4 separate regions of the Mus musculus genome follow, and regions 2, 3 and 4 are each linked to region 1. A link is a contact called in public HiChIP or PLAC-seq and promoter capture Hi-C data. All regions are on one chromosome and are shown on one strand. The core of a region is the stretch at or near the end of the contact, and the rest is flanking DNA. Distances in the headings are between cores, read along the strand shown. Region 1 holds the start of Adarb2 (adenosine deaminase, RNA-specific, B2). Region 2 has its middle 190 kb from the start of Pfkp. Region 3 has its middle 91 kb from the start of Gm40662. Region 4 overlaps Gm35925 (a long non-coding RNA gene).

The links. Promoter capture Hi-C pulls out the DNA fragments that hold promoters and counts their contacts. HiChIP or PLAC-seq counts read pairs in DNA pulled down with a chosen protein or histone mark.
Region 2: a contact with region 1 is called in an H3K27ac HiChIP or PLAC-seq map of VIP interneurons, with 11 times the contacts expected there. The contact joins the enhancer-like site here to the promoter of Adarb2 in region 1. A contact is called at or near these places in 8 of 39 promoter capture datasets (the C10 cell line, cranial neural crest, frontonasal cranial neural crest and 5 more), 5 of 484 Hi-C or Micro-C datasets (cerebellum, cerebral cortex, cortical neurons and 2 more), 3 of 115 datasets of contacts at active chromatin or transcription factors (VIP interneurons, embryonic hindbrain and neural progenitor cells) and 1 of 9 other capture datasets (embryonic stem cells).
Region 3: a contact with region 1 is called in a promoter capture Hi-C map of second pharyngeal arch cranial neural crest, with 6 times the contacts expected there. The contact joins the enhancer-like site here to the promoter of Adarb2 in region 1. A contact is called at or near these places in 10 of 39 promoter capture datasets (the C10 cell line, HPC-7-derived erythroid cells, embryonic stem cells and 5 more), 2 of 115 datasets of contacts at active chromatin or transcription factors (embryonic hindbrain and forebrain) and 1 of 9 other capture datasets (embryonic stem cells).
Region 4: a contact with region 1 is called in an H3K27ac HiChIP or PLAC-seq map of embryonic stem cells, with 8 times the contacts expected there. The contact joins the enhancer-like site here to the promoter of Adarb2 in region 1. A contact is called at or near these places in 1 of 39 promoter capture datasets (hippocampal neurons), 2 of 115 datasets of contacts at active chromatin or transcription factors (VIP interneurons and embryonic stem cells) and 1 of 9 other capture datasets (embryonic stem cells).

What each region holds. Positions count from the first base shown.
Region 1 is chr13:8,201,255-8,204,667 of GRCm38.p6, forward strand. It overlaps Adarb2 (adenosine deaminase, RNA-specific, B2), which reads left to right and starts at 1,612. Exons shown (of 10, transcript NM_052977.5): 1 at 1,612-2,066. The coding sequence starts at 1,967.
Region 2 is chr13:6,835,145-6,838,557 of GRCm38.p6, forward strand. No RefSeq gene overlaps it. Among named protein-coding and RNA genes, the nearest start is that of Pfkp, 190 kb to the left of the region's middle. Within about 2 kb of position 1,742, at least 26 of the 459 cell types and tissues checked have an H3K27ac peak or open chromatin away from gene starts, as enhancers often do. A contact at or near this core is called in VIP interneurons, second pharyngeal arch cranial neural crest and ventral hippocampal neurons, where this site is marked.
Region 3 is chr13:6,983,856-6,987,268 of GRCm38.p6, forward strand. No RefSeq gene overlaps it. Among named protein-coding and RNA genes, the nearest start is that of Gm40662, 91 kb to the right of the region's middle. Within about 2 kb of position 1,871, at least 7 of the 459 cell types and tissues checked have an H3K27ac peak or open chromatin away from gene starts, as enhancers often do. A contact at or near this core is called in second pharyngeal arch cranial neural crest, where this site is marked.
Region 4 is chr13:7,168,367-7,171,779 of GRCm38.p6, forward strand. All of the region lies in intron 1 of Gm35925 (a long non-coding RNA gene), which reads right to left. Among named protein-coding and RNA genes, the nearest start is that of Gm35925, 5.7 kb to the right of the region's middle. Within about 2 kb of position 1,830, at least 8 of the 459 cell types and tissues checked have an H3K27ac peak or open chromatin away from gene starts, as enhancers often do. A contact at or near this core is called in embryonic stem cells, where this site is marked.

The sequences.
Region 1 (3,413 bases), core at 362-2,861:
GGCACACACCTTTAATGCCAGCACTTGGGAGGCAGAGGCACATGGATTTCTGAGTTAGAGGCCAGCCTGGTCTACAGAGTGAGTTCCAGGACAACCAGGGCTACACAGAGAAACCCTGTCTCGAAAAAACAAAAACAAAAACAAAACAAAAAAATTTAAAATCAACTGTCTCTATATGTCATCAATCAAAGCTGAGCAAGGACCTTACCACTCACTCACTAATGCAGCAATCCATGGACAGCCTAATTACTTCCAATGTTCCCTGGGAGAATTATTTCTTACATAAGAGAAACACTATGAAAATACTCAGGCCCATAAGGAGCTTGAAAAAGGAAATATGGAAATGAGGAAACCACAGAAACAAAACAGTTTTCATGTCCTCCTCTTAAATCATCCCACTGAACTTTAGAGTGAACTTTAGAGTGGTTTATCAAACCAAACTTATGATGATTAACAATTGATGATTTAAATACAAGATGCCAGAATGGTTGCTGGAAGATATTCTTCTTCTTAAGTCTTATGTCAGAGTCTGGGAATCAGTCATTGAAACCTAGTATATCCCTGAAAATAAAATGGTTTAACATCAATTTTAATTTGCAGGCCACTTCTTCCTCAACATTACATTCTCTATGTAAATGTAACAATTTCTATAGACTATCTTCCTCCCTCCTTCTGTCATTTCCTTCCTCCCTCCCTCCCTCCCTCTCACCCTCCATCCCACCCTCTCTCCCTCACCTTCCTCCCTCCTTCCCTCCCTCTCTCCCTCCATCCCGCCCTCTCTCCCTCACCTTCCTCCCTCCCTCCCTCCCTCCCTCCCTCCCTCCCTCCCTCCCTCCCTCTCTCCCTCCATCCCGCCCTCTCTCCCTCACCTTCCTCCCTCCCTCCCTCTCTCTCTCTCTCCCTTCCTTCCTCCCTCCCTCTCTCCTTTCCCACTCTCCCCTCCTCTTCTCTCTCCTGGTCTCTCCTGTGATTGTTCTTCCTTCAGTGAATCAAACACCAGGAGGATCCCCTCTCTATAACATTCGGATGAAACCCTAGCATGCTTTTTGATGCATGTTCCTTTTCCTAAAGGAACAGCCTTGGGATATGAAAGGGAGGTGAAGTGGGAACTGAGCATAACAATCATGCAAACAGACAGAAGCGCCGGTCTCTGAGTAAACAATCCCTAAAGAGGTTGTCTCTTTGGCACTTAGAAATCTCAGCGTATTTCTGAAGTGAAGTCCTGAACAGGGAGAGATCCTTCCCTCTCCAGACAATGAGCATCTTAGTAAGTTAACTAGTTAAAAACTGCTAGGTTTGAGAAATCGGTCCCTGCGTGTTTTGAGCCTATCAAGTGGTTGCAGCAAGAAGCCTTGACATCCCAGGTAGTCACCCTCCTGCAAACTGCCCCGCTGGACTTCTCCCAGTAAAACCAGTTCGGTGTGATTGTGGCTTCCTCTGAAACCTTCCTTTCTCCTGGGCGGCTCCATCCAACCGAATGGGAGCTGAGTTTGCAAGCTACCAGAGGCGGTAGAGCTGGTGCTGCTGATGTCAGAGCCAGAAGACAGTTGTGATTGGATCTAATTAGACTTTGCGGCAGCAAATAGACGAGCTCCCTGCATGATTGGCTTTAAAGTGGATGGTGCCAAACAACTCGCAGAGGCGCAAAAGTAGCAGCTCTGCTTCTGGAGCCCAGACGAAGAGGAGAGAGCTCCAGGGCGCTCAGGACGCGCGGGAGAATCTTTCCCAGAGCTTTCAGCCTAAGGAAGGGTTCAGCTTTCCAGCGTGCACCCGAGGCTTCCAGCTCATCCGGAACCAAGGGACGGGCAATTATAGAGAAGGTGCTTGCTGAGGAGACCAGTCCTAAAAAGTGAGCCTGAGACTTGATTTGCAAAACCAGAAACACTCCCGACTGCGGCCGCAGCAGCAAGACTAAGAAAGGTGAAATTGCTGAAGGACCAGCTCCTCTCTGGGTCTCCCAACTGGCATGGCATCTGTCCTGGGGAGTGGCAGAGGGTCTGGAGGGCTAAGCAGTCAACTCAAATGCAAGTCCAAGAGGAGGAGGAGGAGGAGGTCCAAGAGGAAAGGTAAGAAGCTCGCTCTGTGAGCGCTCCCGGTGCTGGTGCCCGCTGCAACTCTCCCCTGTCTCTCCCCCTCGTCCTTCCTCAGATCTCGGTGGCCGCTTGTAGGTTTTCTCTTGTCTTCACTTTAGGATGCTTCTGGGATGTCCACCTTGAGTAGGGCACTTGTGAGTTCAAATCTCTTTGTAAATAGCCTGGGGGCTTTCCTCAAGCCAGGAAATTACAGCGAGCCAGCCAGCTGCTCAGCGGAAAATGTTTGGCAGGAGACACTGGGAAGAGAGCAGAGAGGGCTGAGCTGAGGAGCATCCATCCTCTGATGCTTGTATCCTGGGTACCACCGTCCCTACAGGAGACCCAAGGCTGGCACTTAGACACACTTGGAGCCAACAGTATCACAGGGTGCCAAAAGAAACACTCACTTAAGCCAACACACATAAAAAAGGGAAAGAGCTCTCGTCCCAGCTCCTCCCATCCAAATTGTCTCAGAGGAAAAAAGAGGGCAAAACCCTGGCAATTGCCTTCCCAAATTGATTGGCTTATTTTTTTTTTTCCTTAGTGAGATATCCAGTGGCCATGTAAACACTGGCATAGACAAAGAGGACAAAACACGTCCTTGCAGAAATTACTGCCTAAAAAGAAACGAATGCTGTGTCTTACTGGTAGCAAAAAAAGAAAGAAAATTACATCTTGCAAACCAGAAAAGAAGAGGGAACCGGGTGGCAGGTTGCAGCTGACAAACTCAGGCGGTGCCTTGTTACTAATGTTGCTGGAAATGAGTTCACATAACTTAGTCAATGTCACCACAAGCGCAGGGCTTTCACGCAAGGATTTGTGTCAAATTAGCAATTCCTCCAGCGTGGTAAGCAGTGCCCTAGAATGCATCTTTAGCTCATATGCACAGAAGGATAAAAGATGATTCCAAAGTTGTCCCTTCTTTCTCAGAGAGGGGCTTGCATTGATGCTAGTTCTTTGTGAGTTTGTAGAAGTTCAGTGTTCTTACCAGTATCTGAAAGGTGTTTTGGTTTTCTCTAGTTTTTAAAATGTTCGTAGTGTTATGCAGAACGGACACAACTTAGCGAATTGACTTTTAAAAATTGTGCTCATGCAGGATACACAGGGTAGTTGTAGTAACCCTCTTAGAATATCTGTCTATAGATTAGATATGTTAGAGACCTTAAGATAAGTTTCTTCTAGATTGTTTCCTAACTCTTCCTGAATCCCATATGATTCCTAATAGCACAAATTAATCAAAACATAAAACTCTGAAGCAAACGATCCTTGATTATAATCACACATCAGGATCCCTGAGAGCAAAGGAGACCTAACACCTGTCTTTGAATGTTTCAGGACCTT
Region 2 (3,413 bases), core at 492-2,991, 1.4 Mb before region 1:
GAGCTTAATCTTGGATGTCATCTTGACTGGTGTGGAGTCAACTTTTCCATTTATTTGTGTGTGTGAAAATGAAAGTGTGTGTGTGTGTGTATGAATCTATGTGTTTGTGAGTGTCTGTGAATGAAAGTGTGTGTGAGTGTGTATTTGAGAGTGAGCATGTGAGCATGAGTGTTTGAGTGTGTTTGAGTGTGTGTAGCACTGGGAAGTTGAACTCAGAGCCCCATGTAAGCTAGGCAAGCACTGCTGAGCTATACTTGGTACTGAATTTAGGGCTTCAAGGACACATCAGAAAAATGCTCTGCCACTGAGTTAAAGCTTTATCCTCACCCCCTCTATCTTTTGAGACAGGTTTTTATATATCTGACTCTCTCCCTGAACTCTCTATTACTTCCAGGTTGGCCTTGAACTCTTGGTCCTATGGCTTCTACCTTGTGAATATTTGAAATTCAGATCTATATTACTATGTCTTTGTCCCATTTCTTTTGTTTTTAATAACTCACTGGGTAAATAATGATCTTAGCAGATAGCGAACATGTGTAGCAAATCTACAGGCAGTGCTAGAGTTGTACACTTCTCAAAACGAAAGCTTTGTATCAAACAAATCAAGGTGTGGCTTGCTAAGGTTGTATAGCTTAGTGGCAGTGTGCTGCTCTTGGAACTAAGGGCTTGATCCTTAGCACCACAAAAGAAACAAAGCAAACAAAGATGGTTCTCCAGCTTGTTCCTGCATTGGCTTTGAAGATCCCTGAGTTTGGGGAAGAAAGAGTAAAATATATATGCAGAAGACATCCCAGGGAGGAAGGCTGACTCCTGTCTTCAATTGTAAGAACTGTCTCACTATTCCGAGTCTGCATATATTCATCCAGAAAACCAGGATCGTGGTTTTCAAACACACTCTAAGCCCATGGAGAAGGTAATGTGTTTGATGTGGATTATAAGGCTAACTACTGAGTATGCCATTGTCTAACCTGCAGTGACTGTTTGATGAAGCCACTGTGCTAGTTTTTACCACAAATGCTTCGAACCTTACAAGGGAGCTCTTTGAACGAGATGAATCGGTGCATCATACTTCCTGGTTACTAAACTTGTGTGATTCAAGTCTTTAGATGCCCGAGGATTCAGCGGCTCAAGGGAACTGGTGACATCTTACTGCCAAGGTCACATCTTTTAAGTAATAGAATGTCTAAAATGTGCAAAGAGAACAGTCATAGCTGTACTGTTTGCAGAAAAAAAAGTTAAGAAAGTTCAGATGTCTCCATCTAAATTTCCAAGAGTCCCCTGTGAGAAGGAGGACAGGAAAATCAGAGCTACTCTGCCTGGAATCTCAAGAGCGGAGGTGATTAAAGTGAATCTAAGCACCTTTCAAGTTAGGCTGCCACCCGCCACCCTGCGAGGCTGTGATTGTGACCTGCACTGCATCTCAACTTTCAATGTCTCACAGCTTCAAAGGGAACAAACAAATCAGGGTCCTGGTAATTAAAAGTTGTTAATGTCTCCCTTCCTTTCTCTTGTAAATTAAAATGATTTGACATAGGAAGAAGAGAAGACAGAATTTAGTTATTTTGGGTAATTGCAGTGTCAAACTGATCGTTTTCTCAATTTTCTCACAAAATTGCCTAATTGAGAACAACTAAACAGATGGTCCTTTGTTTTTGAGGCTTTCTCTTGCTAGCTCTGTAGCGGCCCCAGACTTACTTCCCATTGCAAAGCAGTACCACTGTAGGACAGGGCTGTTGTCTGAGTGGCAGGATCTGGCCAGCCTGGAAACAGCCTCATGTTCTGCCCACTACTTCCAGAAGAGGGTGCTCGTGACATACCCAAGAGCCAGTCTTCAGTTTTTATAGCAGGTTGTCATAAAACCTTGGCAGAAGTCATTTTCAGCTTAAGGTGGCTAAACCATTTTTGTTTCATAATTACCAGGTAAAATGCATTCTTTCTTAAAGTTTACACTCTGATGCCCCCTCTTTAAGCAAGAATTTCTAGGGCTGGGAGTTATCTCAGTTGATAGTGGGCATGAGGGCTTGAGTTTTACCCCTAGAACCTATGTAAATAAAGTCAGGCACGGAGGTACTCACATCAATACCAGTCCTATGAAGGCTAAGAAAAAAGCAGTGGCCAGGGCTCAATACCCAGCCAGCCTAGGCTGACTGGCTAAGCATCAGGGTAATGAAGAAATGTGTGTCAGAAAATAAGGTGGATGTTTCATGAGTAATGACATCCTAGGTTTATTCTCTGTCCTCCACATCCATAAGCACATACATGCACACATAGAAATGTATGTGCACACACATGTGTGAGAAAAAAACCATTTCTTTATATATTAAGTCAAGAAAGCAGGTAGAGAGCTATGAAGGTGATCATGGCTACACTGCGAGGTGTTCAAACAAGATTCCAAAGTCACTAGGCCACTGGCCATACTTTGCAGTTCTATCTTTGGTAGTGGGAAAGTCCTGAGTCACCCATATGCGGTCAACGGGAAATGGACAGATATTTGCTCTATAGAACAGGAAAAAGCTGACCCACTATGATTGTGCTTGTCACACTAGTTCATGCAGTGTCTCCTTGCCTCTCCCTGTTTATACCCTAGGTAGCCTGCATCATATCTACGCTGCTCCTGAGATCCTGGGCCTCTATGGTTATGCTCGTGTGCATTTAGATGGCTGGGAATCTTTCAGTTCTTACCCAGCTATATCTGTTTCTTCTGGTGTTATCAGTCTTGGTCTTTAACCCTAGTGGTGCATCGGAATTATCTATTGACCTTTATATGAGGCAAATGGCCAGGTTCTATGCTAGCCTTTCTTCCTTTCTTCCTTTCTTTCTTTCTTTCTTTCTTTCTTTCTTTCTTTCTTTCTTTCTTTCTTTCTTTCCTTCCCTCTTTCCCTCTTTCCCTCTTTCCCTCTTTCCCTCTTTCCCTCTTTCCCTCTTTCCCTCTTTCCCTCTTTCCCTCTTTCCCTCTTTCCCTCTTTCCCTCTTTCCCTCTTTCCCTCTTTCTTTCCCTCTTTCTTTCCCTCTTTCCCTCTTTCCCTCTCTCTCTCTCTCTCTCTCTCTCTTTCTTTCTTTCTTTCTTTCTTTCCTTCTTTCCTTCTTTCTCTCTTTCTCTCTTTCTTTCTTGCAATACTGGGGTCTTGAAGAACACATATACACACATGCTCTGAAGCTTCACACGAGGCATTGATATGTATGTCAGAGAACCATGCTCTATTCTGCAGTGGAGAAAATTTACTGAATGTTTTCCCCCTTGACTATCCTTGGTACATAGTTCATTATCCAAGGAGCATCCTAGAGAAGACAAGTCCAGAAGTGCTGTGAAAGTTGGAGAGGGTGAGAGTCCTTTCCAGATGTCGTTCAAGAATTTGTGAAGTTCAATGACCTTTTCCTGTCTTTGGAATGGGGCACACTGCCCTAGAAGCCCG
Region 3 (3,413 bases), core at 621-3,120, 1.2 Mb before region 1:
ATGATCTCCAGGGCATACTGACCATGGTGATAACAGAGTATGTTTCAAGTTACTGAAAAAGTAGATTTTAATGCCTTCATTTACACACACACACACTGGTAAAATAATAGATATACTCATTAGTTTTATTTAATTGTTCTATAGTGTTTACATGAACCCAAACATCACATTATGCTACATAGATGGTACTTAAGCATGTAATTATACTTCTTAATTAAAATAAAGTTAATGTCATCGTAAGCAAAACACAGAGACACCGTAAAAAACATGTTGATATTATGAAGCTTGGAAGATGGAGGATTTATTCTTTACCAAATGGCATGCTCAAAGAAAGACAAAAATTCAAACAACACAGTGCTGGGTCTGGTGAAAGTTATCCCTAAGAAACACCAATAATGACGTCAAGCACTTAGCCTGATCTAATTCTTGAGCAAACTCCCTTGCATACATTGGGCTTGTTAGAGGAAAGAATGAAGAGTGGTATATATTATGTAATAAAATAAACTGCCCAGTAGTATTTCTTCTCCCTAGAAATTACACCTTGAGAACATGGGGTCACATTTTTGGAGTGAGTGAAAGCTAATTATAAGCATTCACCCTTCTGGAAGGTTTTCTGGGAAAAGCCAAGCACTTTCTTTCCCATCAAATATTTAAGATCGGCAAGACTTAATTTTAATCCTACTTGATAGAGTTTGGGTCAACCTAAAATTATAACATTTAAAGATCACTTCAAAAGGTTTTTCTTTTATGGAGATTATCCTGCTAGGCTTAAAAAAGAAACATGTTATTATTTGAGGGCTTGTTCTATTGTTATCTGCTCTATGGCTTTTGTTAAAGACCATTAACCTATACCACAGATAATCTCTTTTGTAGTTTTTCCTTTCCTCTGAACCTTAGAATAAGAGCAGAGAAAATTCCTTCTTAGTGTGTTTTAGGCCAAAAAAAAAAAAAAAAAAAAAAAAAAGAGCAAAGCCAGTTATATTTTAAGAGGGGAAATGTCTTTTACTCTAAATAAACAACACCAACAACAACAATAATAATAAAGAAAAGATGACATGAGACTTTCAAGAGAAACCAGGTACTGTAATATATTTGCTCACTTGGTACCGTGGGTCTCAGAAGAAACTAAATAGTCTGGATCCTATTAGCCAACAGATTCCCAGACCTAGTTCCTACCTAAGTTCCAACTCAAAGTTAACAAAGTACAAAATACATTTAAAATGGAGTGACAGACACAGGGGAATGATCCTGTCTCGTGTTGCTTTCCTGTCTCCACACATTCCGCGCCCCCCCTCCCCCCATGACACTGTTGGAGTAAACTGTGTGCAGACGTATAGGCAGCAAAGTCCCCGTCTGTGTAGGCAGCAGGCTTGCGTCCTTCACTACCCATGCATGCGTATCCACTAATGACAGCCAGCCCGGCCACCAGACACTACAATTCCACATAGACCTTTCACCAAAATAGATTATTTCAGCCTCGTTGGTCACAGATTCTGTAGTTTTCCAGCGATTCATCTTACTATTAATAATGTCAGAGAATTTTAGGCCCTTGAATTAAATAATGATAAATATGAGCCACGGAGTGTGCTAGGCTGAGGCAGCGCTGTTTATTTCAGCTCGCAGCGCTGTCAGCCCTGATAAATCGGATCCCTGAAATAGTTTGTAAAGTGCCGAATTGATGTGGCCGTGGCTGAGGGAGAGAATTAATGTTACGAAATAGGTCTGCAACCTAGATTGCATGAAAGCTGAGCAAAGGCTTTTTATATAAATGCTGCTTCTGTGTAGGAAATGGTTGCCATGCTAGAGTAATGCGCTTGTGTGATCTGGGGAGGCGACAGGTCAGCAAAGTAGTTCCACTAGGCTTGCAAGGACCCAGCTAGGGGTGGGGATGGGGGTCAGGGACCACAGGCAGGGCTGCTCATTTATAATAGGGAACAGGAAGGATGAAGGACGCAAAAACCACAGGGAGAGAAATGAGTTTGCGTTAAGAGCGACCCTGCTTGCTCTGTTCTAAAGGGCAGTGCTTATGAGCTCCTTGTCATAGAAAGAGTCCTGGGAGCCACAGGGAACTGAGAGCCCTTTTTATTGCTCCAGCCTAGACTGGAAATAGTTTCAGAATGTATCTTCTAATACAGTTTCCCTGTAATCCCTGTCTCAGTAGCCATTTCCAGAGAAAACAAACGTGTGTGTGTGTGTGTGTGTGTGTGTGTGTGAGTGTGTGTGTGTGTGTGTATGTGTGCACAATTCAACTCTCTATATATTTGTATGTGTATGCAACTCATTCAATTCTATATACATGTGCATATAACCTGGATTTAACTCTGTATGTATGTGTTTGTATGTGTATGCAACTCAGATTCAACTCTATATATGTGTGCATGTAACTTGAATCCAACTTTCATTTTAAAAACTAGAAAACAAATATTTTTAGACAGTAACTGTGAGGCCCTCTTTCATCCTGGCTGGTGACCTAATCAGAATGATAGTGGCCACATGGCTGGCAACCTGTCATGTGACTTCATCATCTTAAGATGACCACATGGTACAAAGCAACAATTATAAAATTTCTTAGTCCTGGTGAACTCTGCATTGAACAATTATATGCCCTTTCAAACTAAGAAAGCAGCAAGTCTCACATACTTTACATCAGTATAGACTTTTGTGTGAATAGACATTTAAGGTTACAGTTTCTACAATATACTGTTTATGTGATTCATCTCTGGTTTAGAATAAACTGTATATGATGATAAAATTTCGAGGTTACAAGGGTCTATTCAGATTAACAAAAGCTAATTTAAGATGTATATTTAATTACTTTGTTAATTGTTCAACTCAAACTGCTATAAAATTTATATAAGTACCAATATATGTCTGATTAATAAGGTATATTTGATAATCAAGATTTATAAACTCCTAAGGTACACTCAAGTTCACAGTAATATCTTTCTAGCTTCTTTGTCTTTTAAGCTTTAGCTATTTGGATAAACTACCCATACAGAAAACTACAATGACCTATAATTGTGCAGTATTAAGGAATCAGTAAATTTGTCAGTCTCTCTATGGACTGGATCTATGATTAAAAGTTAAATTTTGATATTAAAATAGCCTTATGAAAACTACTGAATTATTATAATCTACTAAGGATAATTAAGAAAGGCAATTCGGCAGTCAGTTCCCTATAAATAATCAAATTATTGAATGCTCTCAGAGCTATACTTGTGGTCATGCTAAGATCTAATGTAGGTTATCACAGGGAAACTGCATTTAGCCTCCTGTGTATGTTTTCAAAGTAAGTAACTATAAACGAGCAAAGTTTGTCTATTTAGATCTACTTTAGATAGACAGGTGGTCCTCAAACACTTCAGAGATCTGCAGAATATGGCATTTAAAATGTTTAATAAAAAAGCTTTTTG
Region 4 (3,413 bases), core at 580-3,079, 1.0 Mb before region 1:
AGAATTTCCATGCTGTCTTCTATAATTACCAGTCTTTTATGAAACATAGCAGACATAAATAAAAATGGTACAGATCTAATGAAACAACCACCTGCTGGAGGCCACCTAGCTGTGCAATCTTCAAGGTGACCTAGTGCAATTATTCTGCCCACACAAAGGTTGTTATTAGTTCCCATATTATTAGCAAAGGTATAAATAATTATATGGTAAATATCAGCTCATCATAGATAACAATGGTCTAATAAAGTGCTTCAATGATTCATATGTCTTTCCAAAGAACTCATACTGTAAGAACAACTTCAGAAATTCTGAAGTAAAAGCTTTAGTATGCCCTTTAACACATCTGTAACTTAGGATAATTTCATGTACCTTTTCAAGACTCTCATTTTTCTTAGTGAAGAGTGAAACTGCACACACGCACACACACACACACACACACACACACACACACACACACACAATATATATATATGCATATATACACATATATACCTATATTTATAGATACACACACACACACACACACAACACACATATATACGCACATACACTGCTCTCTTATATTGGGCTCTGTTGTAAGCAGATCTTGATGTGAAAACATATGCTGACTTTTTAATGAGAAGTGCAGACCCTTTAATGAAAAGCAAGTCTGAATAAGCAAAATTCAGGTGCTAGGATAGTGAGTAGTTCTTAGCCTAAGTGTCTTGACTCCTTTGTGTCAGATACTTACATTATAATTCATAACAGTTGCAAAGTTACAGTTATGAAGTAAAAACAAAATAACTTTGTGGCTGGGGGTTACCACAATATGAGAAATTTTTCTTTAATATTGCTATAATTAATTATTTTTTTAATATAAGAAATTGCAGTTTCTACATGATATAAACTGCCAAATGTTGGAAGCTGTCCTGTGGCTCACATGGACCAGGTTTCACATGGGAAGCAATCTGGGGCTGAAAAGAGAGGGGAATTAGGCAATTGAGAGAAAATTGGAGCTAAGTCAAGGTTCCTGATCAAAGCTCAAATGTTTAATAGAAAACTGTGCTTATAAAGGGGGTGGGGGTGGGGGAAGGCCCATCCCCTGCTAATCCATTCTTGGAGCTTGGAACCAGCTGCAGGTGATGATGTGCAGGATAGGGTGTAGTCTCTGGAATAGCTCAGGGGCCTCTCAGCAGGTAGCAGTGTCTTGAAGGAGAACAGCAACAGCAGCAGTGGCTGAACAATAGAGTCATCTAGGCAGGAAGGCTCCACCCTAGGTAATCTCCTTAGTGGCAACAAGGTCAAGGTCTGGATAAGCCTGCTTTGAGGCTGGGGGAGGCTACATTTTCTCCCCTGTTTATAATATTAGAATTATATGGACTGAGGCATAAAATTTATTTATGCTATATAGTCCTGCTTGGGAGTTATGGTGGCTGGCAGCCGCCCCTGACTTAGGAAATCTAAGATCTTCCCAAACCATCCACTTCTGTCATGGAGGCTGTGTTCAGCTTGTTTGTGTATTATTTCACACAATACATGGCTCTGTTGTGTGTTATTAACAGCCACGGCCTCTTGGCACATACCTCTGTCTTTGATTGGTATGGTTCCGAGATCTGGGTGCCCATTTTTGACTGTCCAGCCCTCATAGCACACCTTATTCCCAATTCAGACCAAAGCCACAATATGTACTTAAAATGCTTCTCCATATAGATTAATAACTGCCACCTGCGCTGTTGGAGGTGAGTCTGCACACCTGCTGCAGTCAGGCTGAAGGGCCTGAGTAACCTGCTTGAAAAACAATGGGAGACAGTGAAAAGCAACAGTACAAAAGCTTCTTTGGGGAAGTCCTGGTACTCCATTCAATTGCAAATTAGCAACCATCAAGCTTAGACTATGAGTTCCGGGTGTGGGGGAGGTGGCTTTGAGGTGGCTTTGAGAATCACAGAAAGGGTATAACTCTTCTGTGAGAGGAGGCTGTGCTCCAAATTAACTTTTTAGTTAAAGAAGATTTTTAGCCATAATCAAGGTCAGAGTCATACTTACTGGGAGATTCAGGATCTGTGTCCAGTTGACGAACTAATCTCTCAGGCAGTCAACGTGCTCCATCTTCTTTTTGTGAAACAACACAGAAGGAACCCCTTCCCCAGATTAGGACCTGGTCTGGACCCTTTCATTCAATAGTTAATGGATCCCACAACTTTACCATGGCATAAGAACTAGAAGTAACTGGATGCCAGTGGCGATCCACTGCAGACTTACCTTTATCATCAGTTTGCAAAAAAATTAGAACAAATAAAGCAAAAGCAAGATGTGCCTTTTGTGACCTTGGGGGATATAACTGCCCCTGTTTTGTTTTTAAAAGCCAAATTTTAAAAATGGGATGAGCACATTCAACTATTTCTTGTCCCATGGGGTTATAAGGAATTCCAGTTTTATGTTTGATGCCAAATTCCTTACAAAATGAAGTAAAATTTTTGCTAGAATAGGATGGCCCGTTATCTGTCATAAGTTTAGGCAATTCCATAGCATTAAAGGCTCGTAGGCAATGATCAATTACATTTTTAGAGGCCTCTCCAGTATGCAGAGAAGCAAAAGGAAATCCTAAACAAGGGTAAATACAAACGTATATATTTTAATTTTCCAAATTCTGCATAATGAGTTACATCCATTTGCCAAATATGATTAGGCATAAGACCTCATGGATTAACTCCTAAATGTGGCACTGGAGATAATATAATACATTTAGGACACTGTTTTACAATCATTCTTGCCTGCTCCTTAGTGATCTTATGTCGGAGCCTTAAGATATGGCTAGAGAGATGAAATTTTTCATGATCACATTTGGCCAAAGCAACATGATCTGAAATTAAGGCCTCTCCTATTAGAGCTCTGTTGATGCAATCATTGCCCGCTGCTAAAGGTTCAGGAAGACCAGAATGAGATCGTATGTGGCCAATATAGAATGGATGTTTTCGGGCAAGAATGATGTTTTGCAATTGTGAAAACAGGGATCCTGCTGCCGTATTAAAGTTAAACGTACCACAGGTCTCCAATAAGGGCACCGATTGTGCAACATATAAACTATCAGTAAAAATATTAACAGCATCATTCACAGACTGAAAGACATTCAGTACTGCTGTTAATTCTGCTAACTGCTAATTGAGCTGAGAGGCCAGGAGTCTTTATGATTACCTGTTGATTATTTATAAGATATCCAGCTCGCCCTTTAGAGGAGCCACCAGTCAATACCAGAACAGCATTGTGTAAGGGTTGTAAAGAGGTCATATTAGGAAATATCACCTCATGTACATTTAAAAATTTTATCAACCTATCTTGAGTGTAGTGTCTGTTTATAGTTCCTTTAAACCCTTTTTGAGCAAGTAACCAATCTGTACTGTGCTGCTTCAGCCAAGTGTCTTGACCTACGCTGTAAG